2 separate regions of the Mus musculus genome follow, and region 2 is linked to region 1. Evidence: chromatin contacts called from public Hi-C data. All regions are on one chromosome and are shown on one strand. The core of a region is the stretch at or near the end of the contact, and the rest is flanking DNA. Distances in the headings are between cores, read along the strand shown.

Region 1 (4,371 bases), core at 906-3,405:
CAGAAGCGAAGCCTCATGCCCCTAGGAGGGTCTACTTGTCAGTTCAATTTCACAGTAGTTTATACTTGAAATTTTCAAATCAAAGGTCTTGAAAGGCACAAGAGGCAAACTCCTCTTGATTTCTCATGACCCAATTAATTTATAAACAAATAAACAAGTCCCCTCAAAAACTGACACTTTCTGAGACTCTAGAAATTTTATATGAAAGGACATAGCCAAAAACACTGAAAAGGTTTTCCTGAGTGGAGTATCATAGATGAGAACCACAAAGATGCCAGCATGCCTTAAAGATTATTATTAAGAGAAGGCTGCCACCAAGAATTGACTTCCTTTTCAGAGAAATAACCCCCCAAACACAAGTTAGCCAAGCACAAGTTCACAGAAGATCCTAGAAAAAAGCCAAGTTCTAAAACCTACCAATAAGCAAGCTGTTCAGCAGCCCCATCTGACTGAGAACTTGAAGCAAGGAGACCAGGCTGGGCTCCGCTCCTGTGCTCTCCAGTGGACAAGGACACGCACTAAAGGAAGACTTCCAGAAGAGCCTACTCTCCAGTCCTCTCTAGATGATCCCTAGACTTTCGGTAGCTCAATTTCCTCAACAACCAAGAGTTGGTCTAGCAAACAATCCGCCTCATCCGAAGCCCTCAAGTTACACAACTGAGAGAAAGAAGGTGCCAAGTTTAGGGAGGCAAGCAAAGACCAAGTCAGGGTCAGATGCATGCGAGCGGCTTAATTCTTAGTTTAGTATGTTTTCCACCGCTTCTTTCCACGGGCCAAGAAACCTCCCGACCCGCCAGAGTCAAGGCTAATTGCTTCAGGGATGAGGCTGGACTTGTGCAGACCAGCTCTGACCCAGGGCATTTCTCTTAGGGTATTAACAATGCTTCTGACCTCCCCTGGGCGGCAGGAAAGGTAGGAGAGCCCCAGGGAGCCCACATCGCACACTTTACACAACCAACCATACTGCTGAAAACTAAGTACTACACTTAATTCACACGTTTCAAAAACCACTCCGTTTTTTACCTCCTTGGGTAAACCATACCCTACACAAGCCATATTCCAACATCGAAACAAAGGGCTGCCGAGCCACCAAGAACTCTTCAACTCTTTCGGGATAAGTAAGGGGCAGACACACTTGGCTCCTATCTGTTTCCGCCTCTCCCAATTACACAAAAAGGAACAGCTGCTGGTGCAGACAGCAGTGACTAAACTATTGTGTGTGGCACAATCTTAAAGCCCTCTGCAAAAGGAAACAGCCTGAGGGGAGTCACTTTGAGAATGAAGAAACCTAGCAAGGGCCCAACTTCACTCTCAATCAGGAGACTATACAAGCAAGTCACTGCGCTCGCCAACCCTCAGGGCTACTTTCACTCACAATATAACTTACTATCAGAATGTCAAGCGGCTGAAAGTCGCAGGCCACGCTACCAGGCACCGTAGGAAAAGCTACAGTTTTCCCATTAGAAACAGTGCCTTTTGTACAGCCTACTCCAGCTAAAAGGACTCGTAAATCACTTGGAAAGAAAGTCCCTGCCCCTCTGACCCAATCTCAACGGCTAGCGCGGCTTCCCCAGGCAGAAGCGACGGGGTCCTCCGCCGCTAGCCGCCCCCGTCGGCCTCCCAGGCCACGGCGCCACGCGGCAGGACCCCGACCCCGCGGCCCAGGCCCCGCCCGGCGGAGGCAGCCGCGCGCCCCTTACCTCATGCTGTAGGCGCCGGCGCCCAGCTCCTGCCCGATGCCGGACAGGCTGGAGTCGAAGTCGTGCACCAGCCCGGACTCGATCACCTCGTCCATACTGAGCACCCAGGCCATCTTCCGGCCTCGCCGCCGCCCCGCGCAGCGCGGCCTCCGGGTCCGGGGCGAAGGCGCCCGAGCTCCGCGGGCGCGTCCTGAGGGAGGACGCGGGTGAAGCCTCCGGCGGCGCGGCGAGTGGTCACCTGCGGCGGCGCGGGACGCGGCTGAGACGAGAGCGGCCGAGGCCCAGCTGTCAGGGCACAGCGTGCGGGCCAGCAGCTGCGGCGGGAGCGACCGGGCCGCGAGCCGCGCCGCCCTCCCGCGGCCGCCGGCCCCGCGCCTCATGCCGCCGCCCGCCCCCGGCGCCGCTCCCGCGGCCGCCGCCCGCCCCGCCCCACAGCCCCAGCGCGCATCCCCCCGGCACGCCCGTCACCCGCTCCCGGGCCGCGCCCCCCCCCCCCCAGCCCTCTGCCCGCCCGCCCAGGCTCCAGCGCCCCTTCGCCCCGGCCAACCCCGCCGCCGCCGCTCCGCCGGCCCGGACGCAGCTTCGATGCGGCTCCGGCTTGGGCTCGCTCGCCGCTTCCGCCTCCTCCTCCGGCCCCGCCCCTGCGGCCGCTCCCCTCCCAGGCCCGCCCCTCGCGGCCCCGCGCCTCGCGGCGGCACTAGCGCCTGGGCCGAGCGGCGCTGCCCGGCCCCCGCGGTGTCGCGGCCTGGCGGCGGAAGAGGTGTGACCGGTTACGCTCGGCTGACTGACAGGTCTTCTGGGCAGTCACGGCGAAGCGGCCGGAATGGATTCCCGTGAGCCTCTGCGTTCCCGGCTGAGCCACCAATCAAAACGCTCTTCCCCTCCGGGACTAAATTGACTGCCATAAGTAAGAGCTCATTGGCCCGCACTGGAGGAAGTGGTTCCAGGTCCTACTTCCGTCGGTTCTGGGAAATACCCTTTCGTCGGCTTTTGCCCCCGCTCCAGAGAAAAGCGGGTACATCTCGTCTGATGTAAGCTAGGTCTGTTGTGCAGAAGATCTTGATTGGCAGGAGAATAAGCCAGTCAGCCCTCCCTAAAAGGTCCCCGCCCCTCTCAACTCAACTTTAATCCGGAGGCAGAAGCATGCTGGTCTGAGTTCGAGGTCAGCTTGGTCTACTTGGCGAGCTCCGGCTGAATCAAGGTTATATACAAGGGCTTGTCTCAAAACAAAACAAAGCAAATTTGCAGAGCCCAGAAGATCTGGTGACGCACATAGCACAAGAGTGTGTGACACCCTCGTTATTCCTTAATCATGTGCGCTAACACAAACCATGCAAATTGCTGTGAGAGTTAACGTGAAGAAAACTAGTGTTTTTCTAAAACAAAAGACAACAAACAAACCCGGGAGGTTATGGTTCAGGTAGCACGAAGACAAAACAAACAAACAAACAAACAAACAAACAAAAACCACACACACACACACAGATACCCGCAGCAAAAGACAAAGAATACACTAAGCATAGAGACTTCCTATCTATGCCCAAGTGCTCCCTTTTACTGCTTCATGGAAGTCTGTGTCTGGGTATCCCTAACAAGCTTTGAGAAGAACTGCTCCCTCCAAGCCGGCCCTCGATTATTGCTTTTTTCACATAATATTGTTTCCAAAGGATTCGGATGTGGGTCCAGCAACGTTCATTTGACAGGTTTATTATTAACTGTTGGAAATAACGGGGGAAGGGGGAGTAATTCTCTGATTCTTGGGACAAGTGTAATTGTGCTATCATTTGTCTCTTTAATCAGTTTATGCACTAGAGTACTCACACATATGTAGAAGCACAGCCTCTGAAAGCTAACATTTGCCAACATCTAAGGTCAGGGCCAGGGTGATGGGGTGTGCTCTTTGTCCCAGTGCACTGGAGGACTGGGCAGGGAAGAAATCTCTGTGAGTTTATAGAAGCCTGGTATTCACAGTTGAGCTCTAGGCCAGCCAAGACCCTGCCTTAAAACAGCAAGGACTTTCAGGTTAATTCAGCTCACAGCTCTACTGAAAGACCTGGTGACAGAAATTATTGGAACTAGATTTATTCAAGACCATACCCAAAGAAAATGACTTTTCTCTGTCAAACATTCCTCTTTGGAAACAGGTTGAAATGGTGCATGCATGTTGTCTCAGTGGGTTTCTATTGCCACAGAGAGACATGACCATGGCAACTCTTTATTTAATTTAATTTAATTTAATTTTATTGAGTGTATGGTAGAAGAATGAAAATGGGTCAAAAGGGAGGGAAGGAGGGAGAGAGGGAGAGAGGGAGGGAGGGAGATCTTTCCTATGCTGGGACGATCCATGCCTTGGGAAGGAAGGCAGCCAAATGGGTTAGTGCATAGTCCGATGTGGTACTTTATCCAAAAGACTTTGGTTCTGGCCTCCCATTTTATTCTCGAAGGGCAGTCTGGGAACCCTCTTCCTCCATGATTGTTCCCCACTGTGGATGGAGCGTGCGTGTGTGCGTGGGTTATAAAAAACAGAAAGCAGGAGGAACTGGCCGACCTCCTTATCGCTTAAGAATTTTAAGATGGCCTGGAGAGATGGCTTAGTGGTTAAGAGCACCGATTGCTCTTCTGAAGGTCCTGTCTCATGACGGTCTAAACCCAGCTCACGTTCCCTATTAGT
Region 2 (4,141 bases), core at 1,506-4,005, 4.1 Mb before region 1:
AGAAGGCAGCTTTTTAGAGCACTTCTCTCTTTCCTTCGGCTCTTATATTCTTTTCACCTGTCATGATGTTCTCTGCACCTTGTTGGTGCTGAGAGTAATATAAATGTCGCATTCAGGGATGAGCATTCCATCTCTAATTCTCATCACTGTGACCCAGGATGCATCTCTCCAGTGACTGCTGACCAATGTAAAAGGAAGTTTTTCTGATAAAGTTTTGACCCAGCACTGATCTGCCCATGCCAGTAAGCAGGATTGACCAAAAGAGTTTGGGTTGAGTGGTCTGGGCCTGGGGAGGATTGGGAAGCCCTTACCTGCCTGCACTGGGAGCTTTGCAGATGGGCGTGCCAGTTGGACCTAGTGATGAGGTCAAATCAAGGTTATTTACGAAATACTATGAACGTTGTGACTATAACTGTTCCCAGTGAGAATCTAGACAAAGCACATGTCTGTGGTACAATGGCCTACAATTCAGAAACTCAAATTCTAGTCTATGATTTGTCACCCTGATTATACACTACTTCACTTCAGCTCTTAGGATCTTAATTTTTATACCTATGTATGACAGAGTTGGATTGTATCATTAAGACATCATCTCCTTGAACCGTGTAGGCAAATTTTTAATCCAAATGCAGAACAGGAACCCGAAGAGATAAAAGGAAACTCAAGTTGTGCCAGAAACTGGTAAGTTAAATTCCTTATCTTGACACCAAACTTGGCAAGAAAGTCACCATCAACAGCACAGGTGAGGAAACGGAGGCTTAGAAAAGTGAATGCGTTTGTCTGTAATCACACCTGGGCACTCCCTGAAGTGAGTCTTGTTTACAATTTCCACTGGCTTTCTATCTCTGAAAAGCCAGGATATCCAAGAACCTACTTCATACGGGTCAGTTAAGAAACAGTGGAGAAAAAAAGAACAAATCTTACGGAGAACGAATAAATTACAAGATATTCCTTTTCTTTTGTCACTTTAAATAATTAGGGGCAGGAATGGCTTTTGCTTCTCTAAGAGGGATTCTGAAGTGCCCCTTTTTAATGACGCCAGCACTTAAACATATGTGCCTTAGTAGCTTAATGCTTTGCAGTTTATTAAGTGTCCAAAAACAATATCAGATATATAATATGAAAAATGGCAGCTTTCATTTTTATGATCCTGACTCACTGAATGCAGTAAGCCCAGAGATTAGTTTTTACGGCCAAGCAATCCAAGGGCAGCCTTCTTTCCACTCCTTATCTAAAATAATGTATTTCAATGCAACTAAACACCTACATAAATGCTGTTAATAATTATTTCCTGACAATAAAACAACTTCAATTCAGAATGTGGCATTAAAGTTATATTCATCCTATTCAGCTTTTTTTAAAAATCATATTATTTCCCTCAGTAAGCATGGCATGCTCTGGTACCATTACCGAAGCACTTCTGCTAGAGGCACTTATATGCTAGAAACTGTGCTCCCCCCCCCCCCCCTTTTTTTTTTCTTGAAGATGTCTCACTTTGTAGCACTGGCTAGACTGCAACTCAAGACTCCCCAGTGCTGGGATTATTAAAAAAGCATGTGCTACCACCCCCTGACTTGTTCTTAAGAATTCATTAAATCAATGTAAAAAAGCACTAAGATGGGTAAGCACTCTTCAATTTACAGATGAAGTAATTAAACATACAAATTAAGTTGTCAACTTCAGAGCCAGCCTAGCTCTTAGAAATTATAACTGGGTGCCTTGGAGGGTAAGCAAGCCCTGGACTTCAGAAAAGGGGGAAGGAGAAAGTCAGAGTAAGCAGCCTTCTCCTCAAGAGAGGAAGTGGAAAACTCGATGCTTACACATCTGGGCTATCCATCTAATCCACTGGCATTCCCACGACAGCAAGCTGCCTTTTAGACATCAATGAATCTCTCGCATTTACATGAAAACGTCCATTTACAAACCTAGAGCATTCAACACTCTGTAGCCATTCAGCGAATAATTCCAATTGTTTTCCATTTAAGACGATGGAGTGATCACTACAGACAGGGTAAGGAGAACATTTTTTGAGAACTAGAAATGAAACTGTTTTAAGATTTTGTTCAATCCAACTTAAAATTCAAACGGGGGTGGGGTGGCTCTTCTGTACTTAAGGATTAGAGGTCAATTTCAGTCTCAGTATGTCAATGTTTTTGATCATCACATGGTATTTCTGATTTCTAGTAGCTTCCATGGGTATTTTATCTCTCTTTCTGAGTATTCCGAGTTCCTTGCGAGGAGGACCACTGTTAGCCTGCCTTGCAACCCAGCCGGAAAACGGGACTGAAACATGCAAGTTAGACTGATGGTCACTCCCAGACGCCACCGGCACTACCCACGTCCCTCTTTCCCTCTCCGATATAAATGCCACCCCAGTGCAGGAAATAAAACTGAAAGCGTTCCCAGCGAGTCAAGAGCACGGACCGAACTTGAGCAATCCCCGAGCGGGAAGGCAAAAAAAAAAAAAAAAAAAAAAAAAAAAAGCCCGTGGAAGCGGGGCTGTGGGATGGCAGGGACCAGGGATGCTAGACTGGGCCGCTCTGAACAGCAGAAGGGCGCCGGGGACAGAAAGCGAAGTGCGTCTGGCCAGGCGACAGCCACCAGGCCCCTCCTGGCTGTCTCCACCGTCCGGGCGAGCGCGAGCGATCCACTCACCCTGAACCCTGGCTACGTAGGGCGGTCCCCAAGGCCACCGGGTTTCGCTTCCCCAGTGTTTGGAAGCCGGCTGAAAACAAACCGGGTCGCCAGGGGTCACCACGGGCTTCCGGTTTCCTCGAAGACGCCACCGCTTCCCCCGTCAAGGTGGCCGTCACAGGTGCACCGAGGGAGTCCCATGTCTTCCGCCGCGGCTCCCGCAGTCAGGGGCCCTGGAGGTCACAGAGGAACCGAGCAGGGGCGGCCCGGGGCCGCCGGAACAGGCCCGTTACCCAGCAGCACGCGCGTCAACTCCGGGGTCGCCGGCGCCCGCTGCCCCGCTCAGGGGCGGCGAGGCCTAGAGGGTTCTAGAAGGGTCTACGAACGCCCCGCCGCCCACAAAGGTGTCGCCGCTGCGCACAGGCTGGGTGCCAGCGCAGCGCGACGAAACCGGAAGCCGGACCTGAAGACTATATAGGGTGCCGCTAAGTGGCGCTCTAGCGGGGCGGGGCGTACTACAGGTCCCATGAGCCTCTGCGGTAGGGCAGAGGCGCACTACGAGTCCCGTGAGCCTCCGCGGCGGGGCGTACGTACTACCAGTCCCAGTGGTCCCCGCGGCGGGTGAGGTGTCGCGCCCAGCCGCGGGGAGGCGGAGTGGAGCTGAGACAGCGTCGCAGGCTGGCTGCTGTTGGGCTGAGGCGCGCGTTCAGGGCGCCCTCTAGCGCGTCCTTTCCACTCAGCGGCAACTGGGATTCCGTGAGGTGGGTCCGTGCTGCTCAGCTCAGAGGCGCCTGTCACCGTGGTGCTAACCCGAGAGCTGATGCGTGTCTGGGGCCCCTGGAATCCACGCAGGCCCCGTGTTTCGGGTCGCGTGGCGGTCTCCTTGGGTATCTTTTGAAGCAAGGTCGCTCACTGACTTCATGGGGGTTCCGGGATGCTCTTCTGTGTAGCAGGAGAAAAGGAGCCCATGGCCAACTCTTGACTTGTTCTGGCTCTTAGAGTTGTCTCCTCTCTCGGTTATTTCTAGGTGATAATCCTCCGGGTTTGTTTGTTTGTTTGTTTGTTTGTTTTTTGAGGCAGAGTCTTATGCATCCCAGAATGGCCACAAACACACTTGTTTCCACCACCGGGTGAAGAATTTTAGTCATCTATAATTCTCTCTGTCTGTAGTTTGTTAAATCTTCATATTTTTGTACGTTTGTTTTTTAATTTTAAATTTGCGGCAGGGCCTCAAGTAGCCCAGGCTACCCTCAAAGTCTTGAATTTTTTTTTCTCTGACCTCCTGCTTCTGACTCCAAGGTTTTGGGTTTATACATTACCAAGCAATGCGGTGCTGGAGGTTGAACCCGAAGCCTTGTGCATGCTAGAACATTGAACTGTATGGTGAGGCATAGACAAATTAATTGCAATCTTAGGGGGTCACAGACAGAAAAAGGAGCACAAGTTCTAGATTATTTCTGGTTAAGTAATGTGAGAGTCATAGTTATAGTTAATATTTATTTATTGA

What was found. A called contact is a pair of places that touch in the nucleus more often than the background predicts.
Region 2: a contact with region 1 is called in a Hi-C map of CD4 T cells, with 4 times the contacts expected there. The contact joins the promoter of Zcwpw2 here to the promoter of Ubp1 in region 1.

What each region holds. Positions count from the first base shown.
Region 1 is chr9:113,929,096-113,933,466 of GRCm38.p6, reverse strand. It overlaps Ubp1 (upstream binding protein 1), which reads right to left and starts at 2,155. Exons shown (of 16, transcript NM_001372510.1): 1 at 1,701-2,155. The coding sequence starts at 1,813. Gm39439 (a long non-coding RNA gene) reads left to right here and starts at 2,541. Exons shown (of 4, transcript XR_003948257.1): 1 at 2,541-2,740.
Region 2 is chr9:118,039,473-118,043,613 of GRCm38.p6, reverse strand. It overlaps Zcwpw2 (zinc finger, CW type with PWWP domain 2), which reads left to right and starts at 2,755. Exons shown (of 9, transcript NM_001378466.1): 1 at 2,755-3,395. Azi2 (5-azacytidine induced gene 2) reads right to left here and starts at 3,092. Exons shown (of 8, transcript NM_013727.4): 1 at 2,656-3,092.